2 separate regions of the Rattus norvegicus genome follow, and region 2 is linked to region 1. A link is a contact called in public HiChIP or PLAC-seq data. All regions are on one chromosome and are shown on one strand. Each heading gives the region's core, a stretch centred on a gene start, on an enhancer-like site or on the middle of the called end of the contact. The rest is flanking DNA. Distances are from core to core; before and after follow the strand shown. Region 1 overlaps Dlgap1 (DLG associated protein 1). Region 2 overlaps Dlgap1 (DLG associated protein 1).

Evidence for each region. HiChIP or PLAC-seq counts read pairs in DNA pulled down with a chosen protein or histone mark.
Region 2: an H3K27ac HiChIP or PLAC-seq map of oligodendrocytes shows a contact between it and region 1, with 13 times the contacts expected there. The contact joins two enhancer-like sites. A contact is called at or near these places in 5 of 12 Hi-C or Micro-C datasets (the A7r5 cell line, Schwann cells, frontal cortex and 2 more) and 1 of 1 datasets of contacts at active chromatin or transcription factors (oligodendrocytes).

The regions. Positions count from the first base shown.
Region 1 is chr9:117,750,297-117,754,138 of GRCr8, forward strand. The region is part of intron 2 of Dlgap1 (DLG associated protein 1); the gene reads left to right. Among named protein-coding and RNA genes, the nearest start is that of Dlgap1, 140 kb to the left of the region's middle. Within about 2 kb of position 2,170, at least 6 of the 93 cell types and tissues checked have an H3K27ac peak or open chromatin away from gene starts, as enhancers often do.
Region 2 is chr9:117,867,284-117,871,125 of GRCr8, forward strand. The region is part of intron 3 of Dlgap1 (DLG associated protein 1); the gene reads left to right. Among named protein-coding and RNA genes, the nearest start is that of Dlgap1, 260 kb to the left of the region's middle. Within about 2 kb of position 1,703, at least 5 of the 93 cell types and tissues checked have an H3K27ac peak or open chromatin away from gene starts, as enhancers often do.

The DNA.
Region 1 (3,842 bases), core at 920-3,419:
GCACGTCTATGCTATGATCTGGGTTTTGTTTTCCCTGGTCAGTATTCACCAAATTTATATGATATACTGAGCATTTTATTAGAAAGTGGGTTTTCTTGGTCATGATTTTGTCCAACCGTAGGCTAAGGTAAATACTCTCTGTACTTTTTTTTTTTTTTTTTGATTCTTTTTTCGGAGCTGGGGACCGAACCCAGGGCCTTGCGCTTCCTAGGTAAGCGCTCTACCACTGAGCTAAATCCCCAGCCCCAATACTCTGTGTACTTTAAGGAAGAGGAGGTCAAGCTGACTGGGAAGTTAAGAGTGTAAACCTACTTTCGGGTTATATTCTCGGTGGTTTAATGGGCTACCACCCCCTATAAATGGAAGGGCATCTGAAGTGCGTCAGAAAGCAAGCTAGAGTGAAGCAGGAGCGCAGATGCAATGGTAAGACCGCGGTTCTTCTAGAGGAAGTTGATTTGGCTCCTTCGTCTGGAAAATAATGCCAACGTGACAAGAATCTTTACTTTCCCAAACAGCTCCGTGGAGACAAAGTAACCAGAACAGCAGAAAACAAAACCCCATGGCCGACTCAGCGGTACCGAAATGCTACATTGCATCCCTTTGAACCAAGTGTGTGTTTCTTAAATATTTGCAGGTTGCATGAACTGCTAGTTATATTAAGGCTTGAGTGGTTTCTCATAATGTGTCACAGAAGTCAAAAGGAAGAGACAGAGAAATGAAATTCATCAAAGCTGTCACCACAAAGCTTAGACGTTCAGTCTGAGGGGAGCGGCTCTGGTGTGTGGGCGGACGTAGAGAACCATCTGAGCTGGAGCTCAACAGACACTGAAATGGGACTCAGCACACATCTCCCCTGACCAACCTCCATGTTAAGGAACAACTACTAGAAATAGAATCCAAATGGGGCAGGAAGATGGCTTAGGGGGGAGAGAAAGGCCAGGTAGATGAGGAGGAAGAAGAAAGGCCCAGGAGGCATGTGTTGGGGAAAGGCTACGAAAGAAGATCCCTTAGCCATAGGACTACGTTCCAAGGTCCCTGCTGGATCCATGGGCACCATCGAAGTCTAGACATACTGCACTCTCTTCCTGTACATATAGCAAGGATGAAGTTGAGTCATGAACCTAAACATAGTAAAAGATAAATAGTAATAATAACCAAAGTGCAGAAACATATTCATATTTATTTCTCTCTCCTTTGTCTGCTGACAGGAAGCAAGCAGATTATACAGTGTAAATAACCTGTAACCTATGCTAAAGAGTGACTCATGCCCCTGACTGGATGGAGTCAGGAGACAAAGGATTGGTTTAATTGCAGTGCTTAGCATAATACCTCATTATAAACTTAGGAAATGTATTTTGGGAATTTTCTGTTTAATGTTTTTTGGCCTATGTTTGACTATGGGTAACTGAACCAACAGGAAAATGAGTCATAGATAAAAGGAGACTACTGTGTTTGTAAACTGTGTTTGTGTCCTAATAAGAGAAGAGGCAGCCATAGATCTCAGAGCCGCCTATGGTGTGACATCTCTCACATAGTAAAAGGCCAGTATCGGGTACATATACAGAGCTGTGGATCTGTGTGGACAGCCATCCTGTCTCTGTACAGAAGCAACTAACAGTGATATGTTTAAAACAGTTGACTTCACCTGTTTTCAAAAACTTAATGTTCAGATTGCCTAATATAAAGAAAGTCAAACCTACCAGGTCAAGTTACCATACATGTGCTATGTATACCTTAATAGATAGATAGATAGATAGATAGATAGATAGATAGATAGATAGATACACACACACACACACACACACACACACACACACACACTTTTCTAGGTAGATGGGGATCTGTAAAATATGCTATTACTCATCTAATGAGGGAGAATGAAACATACAGATAGGAATTAGTGTGATATAGCAATGTATTAATATGTTCATAGAAAGACTTCACAGCATTTAAAAATAAAACTGTACCTTCTGGAAGAGGAAGCAGCCAGAATAAATAAGAGAAAAATGAGCACCAGATTCATTTTGTAAATTTTACTTTAGCATCGCATAAAGCTTCACATCATCACGAAACAAGATTAAATTGGAAGCAATCTGTAAGCATCAACAATAAAACGAGTGCACTGTACGTGTCTACGTGTCTGTCCAGTAGGTGGCGCAGCAAGGCTAAGAGGAGGATTCCAAGAGACTTAAAAAATAACAGGCGACTCGCACAGCCCAAGCTCACCAAGCTTAGGCCCAACACACTGCAAGGAATTGTGAGCTGACTGCCATCATCCCTCTCGGGGATGTCAGGATCTACTGTCGCGGTGGTGTGCGTCCGGTCGAGTGAATAGCGTCATCATCAGAACACTGAAAACTGGCAAACGAAAAAGGAGTACAGATTTAAAAAACAGCTCTTCGCTTGAGTCTGTGTAAGACGCACCATGAGCTCATGAAAGTTGTTTTATTAGATAAGTGTTTCCTATTTTCTGTTCTGAGAAAGATTTAAGGTGCTTAGACCCTCTCAATGAGACCATGCTCTCTGCCCCACGTTGGGCCTGACACGGATTCATGGAAGAGTGATGGATTCAGTCGAGGGGAGGGGTTTGGGAAGGGGAAACAGGAGCCTAAGGAAGCTGCCACAGGCTGCTTGGTACTGAGCTCTCGGGGACAAGAGACCAGAAAGGTTGAACAGTGACAGAAACAACTGTAATAGATCAAAGCCCGGCATAGTTCTTAAAATATGTAAGTCCGGAAAATAAAACGTTGTCACTGAGATTAGAAAGCGGGCCCAGAGACAAATTCTTTTCAACGCCAGCAAATGAAGGAAATCCAACGCTGAGTCTGCCCCTCACACAAACCATCTCAAGTGACCGGGGAGGTCGATGTGATGTTTCTCCCTGTGAACTTGTTCCAGCCAATCACTGAAGACATATCGTTAAAGTGATGTCACATGTTGAGACCTTTAAACATACACTGATGGTATAGACACCTACAGTCAGTGACAGCCAATGTCACAAGAAGGCTATAACGGTGTTTCTTTATGGCAGAGGAATACAGCGCCCCTGAGGGGTATATTTGCCAAAAGTAATGAGTCCCCAGCTCTGCAACTCCTCAGTCAATGCCGGCCACAGTGACCGCCCACCCTAGATGTGACGCCAGGCCAAGCTGAGATGTAAAATACTACATGGCAAAAACTTAACAAGGAAATAAAAGATTTCAATAGTTTTTTAATTTTATTTACTCATAGAGTATTATATATTAGGAAATAAGTGTCTAACTTTATGAAGTCTAACTTTAAAGTACTAATTACGATATTTAATGCATATGTGTGCTTCATTTTATATTCCTGTTGGCTAGCACTAGTGTATTCTAACTATTAACTTTCAGGAAACACTTAAGACATAGGCTTGCCATCAGGGAGCAGAGTCCAAGCTTTTAGACACATGGCCTGTGACACATGGCAATCCTCCTGCCTCAGCAGAAAACTTACACTTCAAAATCGTAGAGTAAAGTCACTCAAGCTTGATTTTGACTGTGTCACATCTAATTCTGGGTGCAGTTCATTAAGTAAGAAACTGCTTAATGTCATCTAGACTTTCACTTCCATTTTAAATTGTCAATTATAAAAGTCATGCTGGCTTAACATTACTTAAAATCTTCTCATTTATACCACAGATATTATATATGTCTAACTATCCCACAGGAAGATAATAGTCACCGTCAAATAAGAATACATTGATAACCGTTTTGTGTTGGAAACCGGTTTAAATCACATTGCAACAACATAAGAGACCACCAGGGGGCAGTGCTGTCGGCTCAGCGCTCCCTTGGAGTTAGAAAGTGGTCGTCTTTATGGGG
Region 2 (3,842 bases), core at 453-2,952, 120 kb after region 1:
TAATATTAACACAATCAACAGAGGTAAAGGAGAGTATATATAGGAAGGCATCATATATTCCTCATGTTTCTTTGGGCCAATTTCTTATTTCTAGCATTTTCATTCTTTGATGCCCTGATCCTACAAATGTAAGGGAATACATAGTTTACCTTTAAAGCTGCTTTTCTTCATTTCTTAAAGTTTCATGCTATGACATACTTCATGTCTGAGCCAAGGAGACTCCTATACTGAGTTTTCTAGATACACGATGTTTATTTCACATATATTAGACCATGTTCCAGGTCCCTCAGAGTTTATAATCATTGCTCTCAGTGAATTGGAAAGCTAAGCCCATGCTTATGAAATGGAAAAGCTACCTATGAAGCCTAGTAAGGCTCCACAGGTGTGTGAAGCTGCTTCCCCTCCACCTGGGCACCTGGCCGCCCACACTTCTGCAGTAACGCACGCACGCTTTTGAAGTCTTTGATCTCTGGTTTATGAAATCAGATCTATTTTAAGTAGACTGCTTTACAAATGCCACAGAAGAATAGCCATGAGGTAAGGAACCTCCCCTCTTCTTTTCATTGATCCAAGTTTTAGAAAAAAGTCATTACCTTAGTTTTTCAGTCTTTCCAGATTATTAATATAGGTATGGCCTGGCTGATGTGACAACAGGCCAATGCTAGTCCTTTTAATTCAAAGACCTATTCAACAACCATGAAAGAAAATTTCTTCTGCCCCCTGCAGCCTTTGAAAACCCACAATTTATTATAAGCCTTCAGGATTGTCCAATACCCTGATTTAACTGTCTAGGACCTTAATGTCTTCTTTTTGTTTCCTGCTAAATTGTCATTTTCTGAATAATAGAAACTCCTCCTTGTAAACCTCCTCATTCATAGTCTCCTCCAGACAATCCGGACACTGTAGCTTCCTGTTACTTCCGTAGTGACCGTCCTAGAAAAGAAACTTCTGAACGTATTTAGTTCTACTTACTCTTTCTTTAAATGGCGAAAGGAAATAGCTTGACAAGGATTGTCATCGCAGAAGAGATAACATAAGTGGACTCCCTGCCTGTCAGCCTGGGCTCTCTCTTCCCCGCTGCATCTCACATTCTGAGGAAGCCTGAAGGCTCTTTTTAAATCCCTGCTTATTCCTGTGTTTCACCTTCTTAGGAGGCCATGAGGTCCAAGAGGCAATGGAAGGATGATCTGAGGGTTACATGTGAAACATGTTTGTACTCTCAAAGGCTTCGAGGAGACAAATGTACTTGTCAGCTAAATAATTATGTGCAATTTGTAACTCTGTGGCCACAAAGTACATACTGTATTTTCATGTTATTTACTATTTGTATGTGGTGTGTGTGCCTGTGTGTGGGTACATGTTCACATGTGCTACATATGTAGGTGGAGATCAGAGGCCAAGTTTCAGGAGCGTGTTCTCTCTTTCCTCTCTGGGTTCCAGAGGTTGAACTCAGATTCTCTGCTTGCACAGCAAGTGACTCTCTCCGCTGAGCCATCTCATTAGCCCCATGATAAGATTTTTAACTCTTCTTTGCCAGTCCAAAAAAAAAAAGTGGCTCCTGTTACAGATCGATCCTTTCTGTGTTCTAACGGCTTCACTGGGGGTAGATTATTGTTCAGAAGAAGACAAACAGAGCAGAGCAGATCTGCTTCTGGATATCTGATCTTTAGATCCAACACTTAGTGCTTTTAGAGCTCAGGGTCTGGAATCTGAAGACCCCATGCTTCTCCTGAGGATCCTCCACATCTTGGCAGTCAGAATCTTTCGCCTCACTTCACCAGGACAACAACTGACATATTCTCTATAGGTTCAAAGGGCTATGCGATGTGACACATATATAGCATATGTAAATTACACTCACATGTAGGGTAATATGCATTAGGACAAAGAGACAACAGCACAGAAGCTGAGACCTGTGCACTGCAAAACACTACCTGACGAGAGACAACATGGTGTCTACGTGGGCGCAAGTGACTGCACCCATATCCCATGGACGCCTGTGTAAAAGAAGCACTTTAATAGTCTTATATCATTCAGTGTCTCTCCATCGTAGCAGTGGAGAAATAGCTCCTGTACATTTGTGCACAAGACAAGAGTGACATTGAAGGAGTCTGAAAAGTGAGAATTTCTGGCACCAACCCAAGAGATTCTGATGACGTACATCTAGTGACTCTAGAATCTAAAACCATGGTTCCTCCAGTTCTAAGGAGCTGAAGTCTTATTGTCTCATGTACTTTCCTGTAGGGGGCAGTAGAGTATAACTGATCAAAAAGTGTTTTCCTGTGTTGAGTCAAGCTTTGAAGCTGGCTTTCTGCATCACTGATCTCTCTCCACCCGATGCTATCATTTCTTAATCTGTATAATGGGCATGAAGATATGACTGCATTTGTTTTAGGTGCTAGGGAAGAAAGTTGAGCTCTAAATTTAGGAAATCAATTAAGACTACTGTGTGGAAGGTTTTCAAAGGATACATGTCTAGCTACTGACATGCTTTGTGACTTCTCTTTGTTTCGTATATTACGAGACCTCTTCTTTCTCTTCTAGTCTGCTCCGTCGAAACAAGGTTAGAAGAGGTATGTCTGATTCCATGGACAAGGAACCCTCCTCCCCACCCCACCCCCTGTTTCTCCCTATCCCATGTCCGATAATGGTAGATCTTAATCACAGCACGGACGGTTCCTTTATCAGCTACCAACCAAATGCATAAAGTTTGTGAGTGCCTAAGTGAGAGGTTTGCAAAGAGCCAGTCCATGTGTCTTGGCCTCAGTGGAGCAGAGTTCCACACAGTTCAGCGTTTGCTGGTAGAAAACAATGTTAGCTCTTCAAGTGTTTATTCGCATGAGCCTTGCTTTTTACCTTTATAGCTTCAGTCCGCCAACCCCCAACTACATTATTCCAGGCGTCCTTGCAAAGCAGTAGAATGAGTTTAATCAACAGCAGCAACTGTGGGATGTGTCTACAAGGTAACTCAGCCACCCAACCGTCACACCCTTTATGGTCTTAACTAGTTCTCTGAGGAGTGTCTCCCCCACGACAAGCAGACAGGTAGGAGCTTCATAATAGCTGAAGGGTGGTGGTAGCAGGTCCTATGCCTTGTCCTCTGTTGCTCCTGCACAAGGTCCTCGGCCAACCTCCCCAATCTCTGAAACCAGGTGCATCTTTCAAGTCTGCAGAATCCCGAAGAACACAAAGTACCTCTCAGGTCGTCCTCCCCGAAGAACCATCGCCAGCCCAAGCTTTCCTCAGCAGCCGCCGGCTGTCTCTTGGCAGAAAGTCCTAAGTCTTTCTACCATACTTGGTTCCCATGATCACCCAAACGGTGATAGGAAAAATCTATGGGATGCACTCCGGACCTCATGGAATTGTTTCCTGCCTGTAAAAGCTGAAGCAGATGAACTTAGCCCTCTTGTTTGTTGTCCTTATAGGAGCAAAGGCAAGCGAAGGTTCGAGGTCCTCTCATCTCAGCGGGACACTGTTAAGTCAAGGGGACCTGCATTCTATTCTTAGAAACCCACCTGCTTGCTACCTGTTCCGTGGGCATCATCTGGCTGGCAACCATGCCACCAGTCAAGGATTAGGTGTAGAGAGAAGTATTTGCCTTTAAAATTCCTTTAAGAGTTCCGACTACAATACTTGAAGAATCCATGGGCTTTTCATGCTCCCCTCTCCTCTTTGCTCATTAAGTAGCAGAAGTTTAGTTAGCTTCTCTGGGTGTCAGAAAAAGTAACTGTCATTTGTTTGCAAATGAAACCCGAGCTTTCTGCAAAGGACTCCCCTGCAGAATCGTTCCCCCATAACACTCCTCCAGCCTTCCAGTTGATTTTAGATAGTTTCCTGTTCTC